Linked DNA regions of Mus musculus: region 2 is linked to region 1. Evidence: chromatin contacts called from public HiChIP or PLAC-seq data. All regions are on one chromosome and are shown on one strand. Each heading gives the region's core, a stretch centred on a gene start, on an enhancer-like site or on the middle of the called end of the contact. The rest is flanking DNA. Distances are from core to core; before and after follow the strand shown.

Evidence for each region. HiChIP or PLAC-seq counts read pairs in DNA pulled down with a chosen protein or histone mark.
Region 2: an H3K27ac HiChIP or PLAC-seq map of VIP interneurons shows a contact between it and region 1, with 5 times the contacts expected there. The contact joins two enhancer-like sites. A contact is called at or near these places in 4 of 15 datasets of contacts at CTCF or cohesin (CD8 T cells, the NIH/3T3 cell line, large pre-B cells and 1 more), 46 of 484 Hi-C or Micro-C datasets (B cells, the C10 cell line, CD4 T cells and 29 more), 8 of 115 datasets of contacts at active chromatin or transcription factors (DN3 thymocytes, T-cell acute lymphoblastic leukemia, Th17 cells and 5 more) and 1 of 9 other capture datasets (embryonic stem cells).

What each region holds. Positions count from the first base shown.
Region 1 is chr1:38,258,927-38,265,353 of GRCm38.p6, reverse strand. All of the region lies in intron 9 of Aff3 (AF4/FMR2 family, member 3), which reads left to right. Among named protein-coding and RNA genes, the nearest start is that of Gm16150, 43 kb to the right of the region's middle. Within about 2 kb of position 1,748, at least 75 of the 459 cell types and tissues checked have an H3K27ac peak or open chromatin away from gene starts, as enhancers often do. A contact at or near this core is called in VIP interneurons and stem cell-derived motor neurons, where this site is marked.
Region 2 is chr1:38,785,164-38,791,262 of GRCm38.p6, reverse strand. No RefSeq gene overlaps it. Among named protein-coding and RNA genes, the nearest start is that of Lonrf2, 48 kb to the left of the region's middle. Within about 2 kb of position 3,627, at least 13 of the 459 cell types and tissues checked have an H3K27ac peak or open chromatin away from gene starts, as enhancers often do. A contact at or near this core is called in VIP interneurons and stem cell-derived motor neurons, where this site is marked.

The DNA.
Region 1 (6,427 bases), core at 499-2,998:
CCCCCAGAGACCTTCAGTTTTTCTATAATGGCAACTTCTATGCAGTCTCAACTCAAAGCACTCTACCAAAATACAGACATACTTAAGTTTTCTATTTGATTGTCTCACAAACATTCCAAACTCAAGCCATGCCAAACTGAACTTCTGGGTTCTGCCACCCCCTGTTACTCAAATATGTTTGTCTTGTGGTTGTTCCCTTTTTCAGACCTAGCATGCCCAGATGCCCACTGTTCAAGCCTAAACCCACAGGATCCAGTCTTGATAACACCTCGTTCCTCATTCAAACACTCTTTTCTTCTCTGCCTTCTATAAATTTAACTTCCAAAATTAAATATTAGTACATCAACCCCTTCCCATCCTGAGTAGTTTAAACCAGCTTGTGGGAACTGTCACCTTGTTCTCTGACATCTATAATATAGTTTGTCCTCAGTGATCTTTTAAAAATGTACATCAGATCAAATCATTACTTTTTTTTTTTGAAGTTTCATTTATGTGTGTATCTCGATGCTTATATGTGCACTTCATGCATGCAGTACCTGACGAGGCCAGGAGGGGCATCATATCCCCTAGAACTGGAGTTAGCAGGCACTTGCATGCTGCCCAGTATGTGTGCTGGGAACCAAACACTGGTCCTGTACAAGAACAGCAAGTGCTCTTAACCCAGCTAGCTCTCTGGCTCCCAAATCATTTTTTTTTTAATCTAAAATCTGAAATGAATTTCCTCTCCCACCTGGAAAGAAATGCAGGGGTCCCAGCATGGCCCCCACTAACCTGCAGTCTGGCCTTGTTCATGCCTCCCCTTCTCTCCCAACTTCCCAGCACTTCCGCATTCGTGGGCCCTCCTTCAGCTCCTCCAACAAGCCATGCCCAGCTGCCGCAGAGCATCCAAAGGCTTCTGCTGTGTGTCTTGCCTGGTTGACACCAGTGCATCCCGAAGGTACAGCATCATTTCACGTCCTCAGAGAGACTCTGGAATGTCCTTTTGCTCAGTAATATTACTCTTTCTCCTGGACCTCACCCTAATTTCAACTATACTGTATGTATTCACTTTTAACGGTAACTGCTCCTATAAACAAAGCTGGAAGATCCCTGAGGACAGAGACTGGCTGGCTCAGTAGACACTCTGTCTGTTGAACAGATGCATAAATAATCACAGGGCGCTGTCTTAAATTGAGACCCGTTCCTACAGTTCCTACTAGTGTCCAGAAGCTGAGATGATCTTTGTCCTGCCTTTGTTGCCCATTACTAAATCCCAAACATTGAATGAATGACAGGAAAAAAAGTATAAGGCTCAATATCATAAAGCAACCATACATTCACATATAGCCTTGACTCGCTGAGGACTCTACACCATTCCTTACACACTCATCATGCCGAGCACTATTAGAATGTAAGTTCTGTAAGCCATCTCAGGCTGGAGTCCCCGAAGCCGAGAGACCGGATCTCCTCACTGTCCCCTCGCAAAGGCACCAGAATTGTACTTCTGTTTACTTGATAAGTTGGTTGTGACACCTTTGAAATGAAAGCAAGCTGTCATCAGACTGCTTCCACTCGGTGAGGTTCGAGCAGACCAGAGAACGACATTTCTTGTTTGGATGTGTATGTCACAGATTCCAATGTTTAGTTGTTCCCTGGGAAAATGTGAAGGAAACTGGGTGAAACAATATGTGGAGGCACCGTCAGCCTGATGGGTGTGGGGGGAGGAGGAACACACACGGGTGTCTGACCATTTAGTCAAAGTGGCCATCTCACCCTCTTGAGTCTGGGACGGTTTAGGAAGTGAGACTGAGCAAATTTCTAGGTAGAGTCATCACAGCTGAGGCAAGAGGAAAAGGACAAATGCTGGAGACTTTTGGCAAGCTGTAGCTGAGACAGTGTCAGCTGCAAGCACCATGACAAATCCGTAGCTCAGGGACAGCTATCGAGGGAGCAGCCATCCACACTGAACGGCGATGTCTGCCTGCAGCTCCGAGTAATCACATTATCCACACAGACTGGGCAGCCTTTTCGTTTTAATTATATAAGTGCATTTTTCTCTTTAAATGGGTGTAGTTTATCCACTTAAACTGACTGTTTTAACTTTACAGGCAGTGATCATTGGATTTAATCTGTAGAGGGGAATTTCTCTATTGGCCTAATTGATTTCTCAACACAATGAAGGAAAGTTACCTTTTAATCCCCAATCAATATTTGGAGAGCGTACAATTAATTTAATAGATATCTGTGTCATTAACATAAATCTGCAAGCTAAAGAGGCAATTATTTTCTTATTTATAATGCAGAGAGTAATAATCTTGTCTGTCAGGGAGAAGCTAAAACCTCATGCCTCTAGTATGTCCAGACTACAGGTGAGTCCCCGCTGAGTGCCGGATGAGACAAGAGCCATTGCGTTTCATGTGGTCTCTGTTGAAGTGGCAAACAACTAGTCACAGTTCTCAGCCCTGTCCCGTAGAGGCCTCTGAGGACTCATAGCAGTGTGGGGTAAACTATTAAAAGCAGATTTCTGTCCATCTCCCCCCAACCCTTGTTTTGTTTAATATGGCAACTTTGTAACAGAGAGCAGGGTTTTGAGAACACCAGAAGGGAAAAACCTTAAAGGCATTGACAGCGCATGTCACCCATCAGTGAGCTCTGACAGAATAACTGGGTGAAACGCAGCCCAGTTCCACTAGGTGTGTTTGTCTTCTCAGCCTTGGCTTGGTTGATGTGGAGGTTCTTGGGGCTGTGAAAATTTATTACACACAGAGTCAATCTGCATCCAGGCAGCCAAGTCGGAATAAATAGAGTCATTGTGCATGTCTGGGATCTGTGGCCAGAGTTCATCCAGTCAGCGTGACATTCGCATCTCGGGAGATTCATAAAAGCCAACACCCTGGTATGTGCTCTTGAATCCTGCCAAAACTGTGTAGAATTATATAAACAGGAGTTGAAGCAGTAATCAGGACCAGGTTTGGGGGGCGCAGCTCCAAAATCAAGTTTCTCTTTCATGAGAAATGAACTGTATAAGAGATGTTATTTGTATCCAAACAAGAGCTATGCAATTTTTGCATAAATCATTCTCAGAATAGTCTTAAATACCTACTAAGCTCCACAGACCCATGCAAGCTGCTGGCAAATTGCTTAAGATGAGTTACACATTAGTAATATTTGTTATGATAATTTAACCACAAAAACTTTAAGTAAATTTTCAGTGCCAGAAAGTACCTCATTTTCGAAGAACTATGCAAAAAACAAAAACAAAAACCTACATATTACATATTTTGAACGCAGCAGGAACACAGGCGATGAAAGAATAGTGGCTTGCATTTGGTTTTGTTTCTAGCCTTGTAATCATATACCTGAGTGCTCAATTTGATAGTTAGTTTCCCTTCTGAATGGAAACACAATAACTACAATTGGAGACACTTGCCTCTCAGAGCTTTGTTGAGCCTGTCTAGGAGTGAGCGCACATCTGAACTGTCAGTCACTATCAGCTCAGCAGGAGGGTGGCCTTGGTTATCAGCCCTAATTCCACCTTACAAACAAAATTTTATTCTCATCTCATATAAACATTTACAAAAGCCACGTGTGGGGGGTGGAGAGGGGGAGTCAAATTCTTCTCTTTCCATCTAATCAGCCGTAATTTCCAAAACTGATATGGGTGACTTAAACGTCACTGTCCACAAATGTGTGAAGCCCCGTGTGCTGTTCCCTGATGTTTAGAGGCTTTGGAGCTCAGGTGAGGTTTGTGTAAGCCTAAGCTGGAGAATATATGTTGGCAAACAGAAATCTGAAAAGTGAGAGATTTATATAAATTGTATAAAAATTAAAAGATGGTCCGATGAATATAAGAAAAAAATGATTAACACAGACAGGAAACCATGATCTTTGCTAAAATAGTATAGTTCACACAAGGAGCTTTTTTTTTTTTAACTAAGGCAAGGTTTTGTTAATATCAGATGTCAGTACCACCCTCCTGGATCCTCCATTTCGGGAACTCAGAGAGACAGAGCCGATGGACCAGTCTTCTCTGACCTAACTTTCAGCAGGACTGTCAGTTGGCAAGGAAAGTGGATTCCCCTCTCCAGAGAACATTCCTTTAACTGGGAGGGGTGACCCTCTGTCCTGTGACTCTGATGATGTGGAGTTTGGGGGGGTTGTTTGTTTTCTTCATTAGTTTCTCAGGAAGTGTCAGCGTTTAGAGTGTCCTTGGTCGGTGTGTGCTATCATGTCTCTCCCCCTGAGGATGACGTCCAGATAAGCTTTTGCAAAGTTTTGTTCTTATTTTTGTGATCCTAATTTTTCCCCGTGTATGTGCAACTAGTTACCTTGTAAACATGGCTCTTCTCAGGAGACTCTCAGCCTGGAGAAGCATAGAGCAAACCATTCAAGGGTCCTTGGCCCTCTCCAGTTCTATCCAGAACAGCTCTGTATCCCACAAGTTATGCTGAATGGAACAAAACCGTCTCTAAGAAACAGATCAGACAGTTGTTAAAACTGGTTTCAAGGCACACCCTCAGGTGAGGTAGGTTCCCAGACAGAGCCCCCAAATTGTTAGAAATATGTTTGGGATAGCAAAGAAAGACACCGGCATTCCAACTGAAGTGTCTGGAAATAACAATCTTCACTCTTGCTAAGAAGATCTGCTTGGAAGGACACAAACACACCCTGAGACCGAAAAGGTGTCTCAGGTGTTGACTGTGTCTTTTCCCCATTGGCTAGGTCTGACCTCCCAGTCTTATTCAATTAGAATTGCCTTATAAGACATGAAGGAGGAAGGGGAGAGTGGCTCCTGCCCGAAGCAGAAAAGCGTCGCTGCTCGAGGCTATCAAATGTCTAGAATATCAGAGCATTAGACCTTGGTGTAAACAAATTTCTCACTGAGTGAAAATGGTTAAAACGTTTGCATAAAAGTCTTACCGGGTGAGAAAGAGAAAAAAAATTTTAATTCCTGGTCCTAAACTCACGTTTTATAGTATTTGATAGAAAAGCCTCCTATTTGGTGTTTTGTACAATCATTGCCACAACTGAATCGCAGGAGGTCCTGTAGGCCAGACTTCCCCTGGGGAGGTTGGGTCAGCACTGTCTCTGGGTTTATCTTTCTTCAAGTTAGGCTTCGCTTTTAAAGGTTCAAGGCAGTTGTAAGAAGAGTGTGTGCTTGCACACCACGGTTGTGGAGCTGTGTTCATATAGCCAGTGAACATCCAGATACTAATAACAAGCTTGGGGTTGTTTCTGCTTCCTCTTGCGTAATCGGTTTAGGAAGTACAAGTGGGATAGTCTGCCTGACTGGCACAAGGCTATTTTTACCTTCAAACCTTGGGTAATTTTTAGTAGAAACGTTTGGATGAGATGTAAAGCCAGACTCAGATATGGGGTCTTCAGTCACAGATTTCAGTTAAAACAAAGCTACCGAGATATTTATTTCGCTTTCCTTGTGTGGTCTTCATATAAAAACAAAGTAACATGTGTAGAGTCTGCGTTCACAGTTACCGACCACCCACCAAGCCCAGTGGGAACTTAAGGAAATTCCACCAAAGCATCTTACTAAGGTAGCAAAGGGGACCTTTGTAATAGCTCTGGAGGCACTTGGAAAGTCACAGAGTGAGAAATGACTCATCCTAGTGCCTGCCTGCTAGAGCAAAGAGAGCCTCAGGGAGTCATTGCACCAGAGTCCAGTAGGTAGGAAGACTGTGGGGGGAAGGGTGGAAAGATGGCAGGACATGGGATTAGGGTGCACTTGGACAAGCCCAATGACTTCAGATGTTCCCCAGCACAGTAAAGGGGGCTGACTATGCGTGACAGCAGTTACTCACATATTTCAAATTGGCTAGTAAAGGTTTTGAATATCCCTGATGATAGGAAATGATAAATGTTTGAGATCGAGAAGATTCCATTACCCTGATCTGACCATTAACATTATGCACGTGTTGACAGATCACACCACTGTGACCGTGTGTGTGTGTGTGTGTGTGTGTGTGTGTGTGTGTGTGTGTATGTGTGTGTGTGTGTGTGTGTGTGTGTGTGTGTGTGTGTGTGTGATGTGTCAATGAAAACTTTGGATATGTATTTAAATTAGTTATCAATAAGATATCCCCGTTTGGACCTTGCTCAAGTTGTGGCTGCATTTAAGTTGCCATGTGGAATAAGTTTCAGGAGCACTAAGTGACCAAAGCCCAGATGAGGAGGTCACAGCTATGGCAGATCACGTAGGATTTAGCCAACACTTGCATCTGGCAAAGTACTTGGAACATCAAGCATAGTTACTGCACACGTAATTCACCCTGGGGACGGGGACACTTGATCTGTCCCCAACTCAAGCCTAATTAACCAGGTAGTCCATAGCTTACACAGTTATATCAGCTTTTGTTTTTCTACCAACATCAGCGTTATGCAAACCCAGAGATCGTATACATAGCCCAAGCACAACAATGTAGAATTTCCGACT
Region 2 (6,099 bases), core at 2,378-4,877, 520 kb before region 1:
CATCCTGGCTCACAGTCAATGAGGTCTGTTAAGGGCACAGGGCCAACTCAGAGATGCAAGGACAGAATGCCACTCTCCGCCGAGATGCAGGAGGCTCTTAGAGTCGATCAGCTTTATACAGTACTCTGCTCCCATTCAGGAGAACCGAGGAGCGGTGCCTCAAACTCCCAGGAATTTCTTGGAACATTTCTGCTTCCTGTCACCCTGGGTGCATGCTTTCAAGATGAAAGTGCCTGGCTCTCAAGGGAGACTTCTGTCAGAAAACATGGCAAGAGACCAGTTGAACCACACATTGCCATTTCAATATGGGCACTTAAGGAAGACCAGGAACAGTTGTCCTCCTGATGGGAAAGGTGGTTGTCTAGCCAGGAAGGGGAAGGGGGTGCCAGCAGCCCTTACACAGCACAATGAGGAAGAGAAGACTTGCAGAACAGAAGTGACTCCTGAGATAGCGCTTGTTCAGTGTGGATGGTTGTAGCTAAGTGTAGCTGAAGGATGAGGGGCTCACACCTCTCAGGAAAGCCATTGGGGATATCTGAGGCATAGCTGAGGACGAGGCTAGACCAGACCCTATAGATGCAAACTGTGAGACACAAATGATAGCCCTGGGTCTCTACAACAACACAGCCAAAGATGTTGGCATTCAACTTCCTTTCTACTATTTTCTTTTTCTAAGGCCCCAGAAAACAGATACAGGAATTCCTGTGTGACTGAGAAGCTGTTCTGCTGCTGAGTCATGTACCCTCTCCCCATCCTCCTCAAGTTTCCCCTGAGAAGATAAGTCAACAGGGATCTTGCAAGAGAAACCAGAGGGGCTTAGGGTGGACTGTAGCTAGCACACATAATGCACCTTCCTGGCTCTTATGATTAAGCCCTGCTTGATGGCTGCTGCCCATGCTGCCTGTATACAAGCCCCTGCTCTCTGCTCCTTTTAGCAGAGCTGGCTGAGCCACAGAGAGCTGCCTTGCCTGTGGTCATTCTGCATTCTGAACAGCTCACATCTGAGCCTAATCAATATGGGTCTATCAAGGCTGGGCTCTGCCTGCCACGGGCCATCACCGAGGGATCATTCTGGTGACTGAGCTTATTGATGGCCTGGCATTGTGACTTGACTGCTCCCTTGACCCACACCGCCTCCCCTTCCCTTCCATCAGTGTCAGTTCCAGGGGCTCGCTTTAATAACCATTCTGCGCACCAGAGTCCATCTGGTGCGCTCCAGCTGTAACATCTTTCCCAGCTGCGGAATGTGCAGGCTGCAGCCTGTGGTGAAAACAAAAGCTAGTATCTATCTGAGCAATGCCTACTGGCCGCATCAGAAATGGAGGGGAAGCAAAGCAGTAAACAGTGCTCCCGGATTGTCTCTGCTGTTCCTGTCTCTCGATTCCTGCCTTTGAGCTCCTGCCTAGGGTTTCCTTGAGTATGGACTTGTAAGCTAAAATAAACCCTTTCCTCTTCAAGTTAGTTTTGGTCAGTATTTAAATACAGCAACAGAAAAGCAAACCGATATATCCTCCCTCTACTGTTTGTCAACATCTGGAGTCCACATGGGTTCCCAGTCTTTACATATGCTCATCGATGCTGGAGATTCATGCAGGGTCCTCAAGAGAAAAAAGCCAGTCAGCCTTTCTAGACTGTCTGAGGGGTGTCTAGGGGGAACTGACCAGTCTGTTTTGACTGCTGTTTACCAGGTAGGATTTGGGATTGGATGTTGTCTGGTGTAGTCAAAAGCAAAGGAGGCTCAGCATCCAGGTGTCCCTGGTACAAGGTGAATTTTGAAAAGTGAAAGCAGTTACAGGTATGGCTGACAAGAGCCAGTGGCCACTCAGAAGAGTTCATTGTGGCATTTCTTGCCTGCCCCATGATCTTTAAAGGTAGCATTTCCCTTTTGCATGTGGCCCCCTTTGAATTAATCCTCACAGCCAAATCAACAGAAAGTCTGAGTGTTTGTTTGTTTTTGGAGTTTGTTTGTTTGGTTGGTTTGTATGTTATTTTCTTTTTGGTCAAAGAGAAAGATGGGAGACAGGTGACGAGAAAGGAGGGGAAAAGGAAGAAGTGAGCATCTTTTCAATTAAGTTCTAGTGGGAAGACAGATGAGTAGAGAGGTGTAGCTTGTGCCACCTACTGGAAATTCTGAGGCACTGCAAGGGCAGAAACCAGGGTACTAGCTACAGGTAAGATTTGGATCAAGTAAGATTTGGATGACAAGTTTGAGCTAAGATTCCACAACAAAAGGCTTCACAGTGCTCGCCCAGACCTTCCCAAGACAATTCCCTTCCTTGGAAGACATGGGCAGACTTGCACTTCTGATGGAAGAGGTTAGTTTGAAAGATCTGGTCATAACGACAACTCCATTTTCCCAGTGGGCTACATTGTTAACGTGCCATTATTTCTGCTTAGTCTCCAATTAACAGTATGTCAGAGTCTAGCTGTGAGTTCTCTGTCCTACAATCTCTTTGTCAGTCAGCTAACACAAGGGCTACAGGAGATCTCAAATTTTAAGATTTCTTGGGTGAGTCCTCTTGGGAAGCCAATGATATACGTACCTTAAATCATATCTTCTATCAATTCATGTGTGTGTGTGTATCTTCTATCGATTCATATATATTCAACCACCTCAAGTGATATTTTTAAAATATTGGACACAACTGTACAAACAGACAAGATGGCAGACTGCTCATTATTAATCAACACTGTCTAGATTCAGTCACAAATCTGCCACAGGAGGGCTTCTCCTTGAGATGAGAAGAGCAGCAGTTGAGCAAAGGAAAGAAAGGGTTTTTTTTTGGGGGGGGCGGGGGTAGCCCTTGTCCTCCTCACAAGGAAGGTTTCAGAAACGTTACAGGCCAGTCTTAGCATCTGTTAAGAACCCACACATATGACTCTTACAGGACACACCGCAGCCGTCTAGTCTGGTGGGATCTTGACCGATTGCATTTGCCATTTCAGAACTGAGTCCTACAGACCCAAGGAGAAGTGGTTCAGAGTTCACTACACCTTGTCTCAGGCAGGTTTTATTTATAGCCAGAGAAAGGGAAGTGAGGGACAGAAAACAGAAGGTGTGAACGGATCCCACTAAACCACCTACCTATGTTCAGGGGACTTAACGTTATGTGGGGGAAGGGGGAAAAAAGACCCTTTCTAAGCTGTGCCAAGCTCAGCAAGTGTCCGCAGCAGCCACATGCAATCCTTCCCTGTTCCCATGCACTTCGTCTGGGTGGTGTTAGCAGAGGCTTCCTTAGTGCTTACACTTGTATGTGTAAATGGGGGTATAGCTTCAAACAATACATGTAGACCCCCCCAATTCTGTCCCCCATCTCCACCTCCTGCATCTACAGGTCACACAACAGTTCCCTCCATCTCACCTGTCTCTAAGATGCAGGGAGGGTGTGTGAAGGGCTGGGAGTGAGAGCCTACAGGGCAGAAAAAAAGAATTGAAGGTCAGCCATCCCCAAGCACGACGTTTACATCCCCTCAGCAGGGCCTGGAGGGATGTGCTCAGACCACACTGGGCCTCACAGTTGCATGCCAGGGAGACACTGTCCTACAGGCTCAACACAGCTTTGTAGGGAAGAAATAGCTGTCACACTCTGTAAGTTGCTGTGCCTGGCAATAGCCACATGGGGTCACTGTACTCTCAGGAAAGAAGGAACGTCAGCTGCGATGTCTGTCTGGACTGGTTCAGACTGGGAACCAGCTAACTGGCTATGGAAGAGATGAGACCTTCTCTTTCCTGCAAAGATGAGCGTCTATGGTCAAGTCCACCTCTGCTGTTAGAAGAGGAGGGCCTCAACATGGTGGACTTTGAACCAGGAGGCAACCCTCTGAAGCGTTACTCTATTCTAATGACGAATGTCATCTAGTCTAATGACTAAAATTCCCATACCTTCCACATTGGCTCACAGCTCCGGGAAAGCTACTGAGCCTCTCTCTGGAAGGAAATGATTATCCAATAAATCAAGGTAAAAGCCAAGGAATAGGGAAACCTGGGTGGTAAATCAGTTTCTGGCTCGATCAGCTGGAGATGGTGTCAATGAACCATCCTTTTAGCTGAGCAACCTTGAATGAGCTGCCTGGAATCCAGATCCTTGCTTGCCTAATTTACACACTAGAGATTATAACATACACCTTGGTTTGGAGTCAATGCATACGATACCTATCAGGTAAAACATGGGGTGAGCAATCTGCTTTTGAGACTATGGGAAGAAGACAGGGAAGAGAGGCTCAGAGTAGCCTAGGGAAGGCAGGGGCAGAAGGACCACCAAGTCCTTGGGAGATCTCAGCCTCCTTCTCAGGTGAGATGTGGGCATAGGAGTGGAGCTTCTGAGAAACTAAACCCAGTGAGAGTCAGAGAGGCCCACACCTCCACAGTGTGGGGACCCCAGGAGCTCACTGAAGCACGGCCTTGAATGCTGGGTGGTGCTAACCTAGTCTTTGAGGATACATCCCATGAGGTCTGGAATTACTGTTCTTTGGTGCTTGGTCTAAAGCCAAAGGAGAATTTCCATTTGGTTTGGAACTGTGCCTTGGGGGTGTCCAGCAGAGCCGCCCCTACCCCAACTCTGATGTCATTGCTTCCTGTTCAGCTCATGAACAGCTCACGTTCATTGGCTTCATTTTTGCCCGCCAGTGATTTCGTTTGATGAATTACTGGGCTTGGCACTAAAGCAGTCTCTCAAAGCCTGGGCCCCACACCAGCAGCCTGGCATCATCCAGGGATTCACATGGGCCCCTTTCACAACTTCATCACAAGGTCAGGGATGGAGACCAGCCAGCTAGTGCTGACACAATGTGTTTCAGAGGCTGAGACGCACTGCCGTAAAGGAAGGGGTCCACCAGGGTCCTACCAGGGTCACCCTTCTTACAGTGGCCCTTTGATCCTTAGCATCCCCGAGGCTACCTTCCCCACCCCCCTCTCCCATCCTCTCTGCTCTCCCATCACATCATCTAGCTGTGGGATAGCCACAGGTTAACCAGGCATAATTCCCGCTGGTCCACAGAAAATGAATGTGGCTCTTCTCAGCCTTCTCCCTTAAAGTGCAAGCTTTCTTAGGAACTGCTAAAAACAGAAGAATGCGCACCATAGGCCAAGACAGCTCCAGATAATGAAGATGGGAGTGTATAGCTGATGATAATGGCTGCCATTGATTAAGCCATTATCAAAGGGGCAGCAATAATGGGGACAGCCAGGACAAGCCACAGCAGCTGGCATGTGTGGCCTGTTCAGAAGCCTGTGGGATTTCCAATTATTGTTGCACTTCACAGAGGAAGGGTGGCATGGAGTCTGGGAGAGTTAGGCAGCCTTGCCTACATTCGTACATTGGGGATAGAGGGGGCCAGCCTTTTACCCACCCCAGGCAACCTTGCCCTGGGCTAACATCACCCCAGCTCCTAGGGTTTTACAGTGCTCCAAAGGAAGAGGATCCTTTAGTTCTTTAAGGCTGAGCAGATATATACCTCTTAAGATATCTGGATTATCATGTCTACTGAGCGAGCATTCTCCCTTAAGTCTGAGGTTTATACAGTCTGTGAAGGTGAGTTGAAAGACAGGCTTAGTGGCCACACTTGGGAGCCACATTGGAGCATCTTTGCCTCTCTGTGACTTGGGAGAAATGTCCCATTCCTTCTGGGGTTGCTGTGAATTTGGGTATGATATGGGTGCCTCTTTGATCACAGGAAGCCACAGCATCCGTCTTTCTATGGCTCTATACTCCAGAGGCCTGCGGTTGGGCAGCCCTCGGCCCACCCCAGCCTCCAGCCCTCTGATACTTTGAGGTCTTGGTCTGAGACTATCTTCCTGGAGAAAATGGGCAGTTCTAGTCCTGGGGCTGCTTGGAGCAGACCTCTGAGAGCAACCCCTACCCCACAGCACGGCTGGTCTTGCCCAAAGTTAGGGAGTTTGGTTATGGGTATTGACTGCCACCTCCTGTGGGCTCTGCCAGGCCACAGCCACCATCGGAGCCTTCTGTCATGGAGCCTGTGGCAGCAGAGCCTAGGGCAGATTGAAGGGAGTGGTGCACTGGCTCAGATCGGAGGAGCAGCAAACCTGTCTGGTGCACGCACCCTAGGAAGGACAGACTCTGACCTTGAACAGTTGTCCCA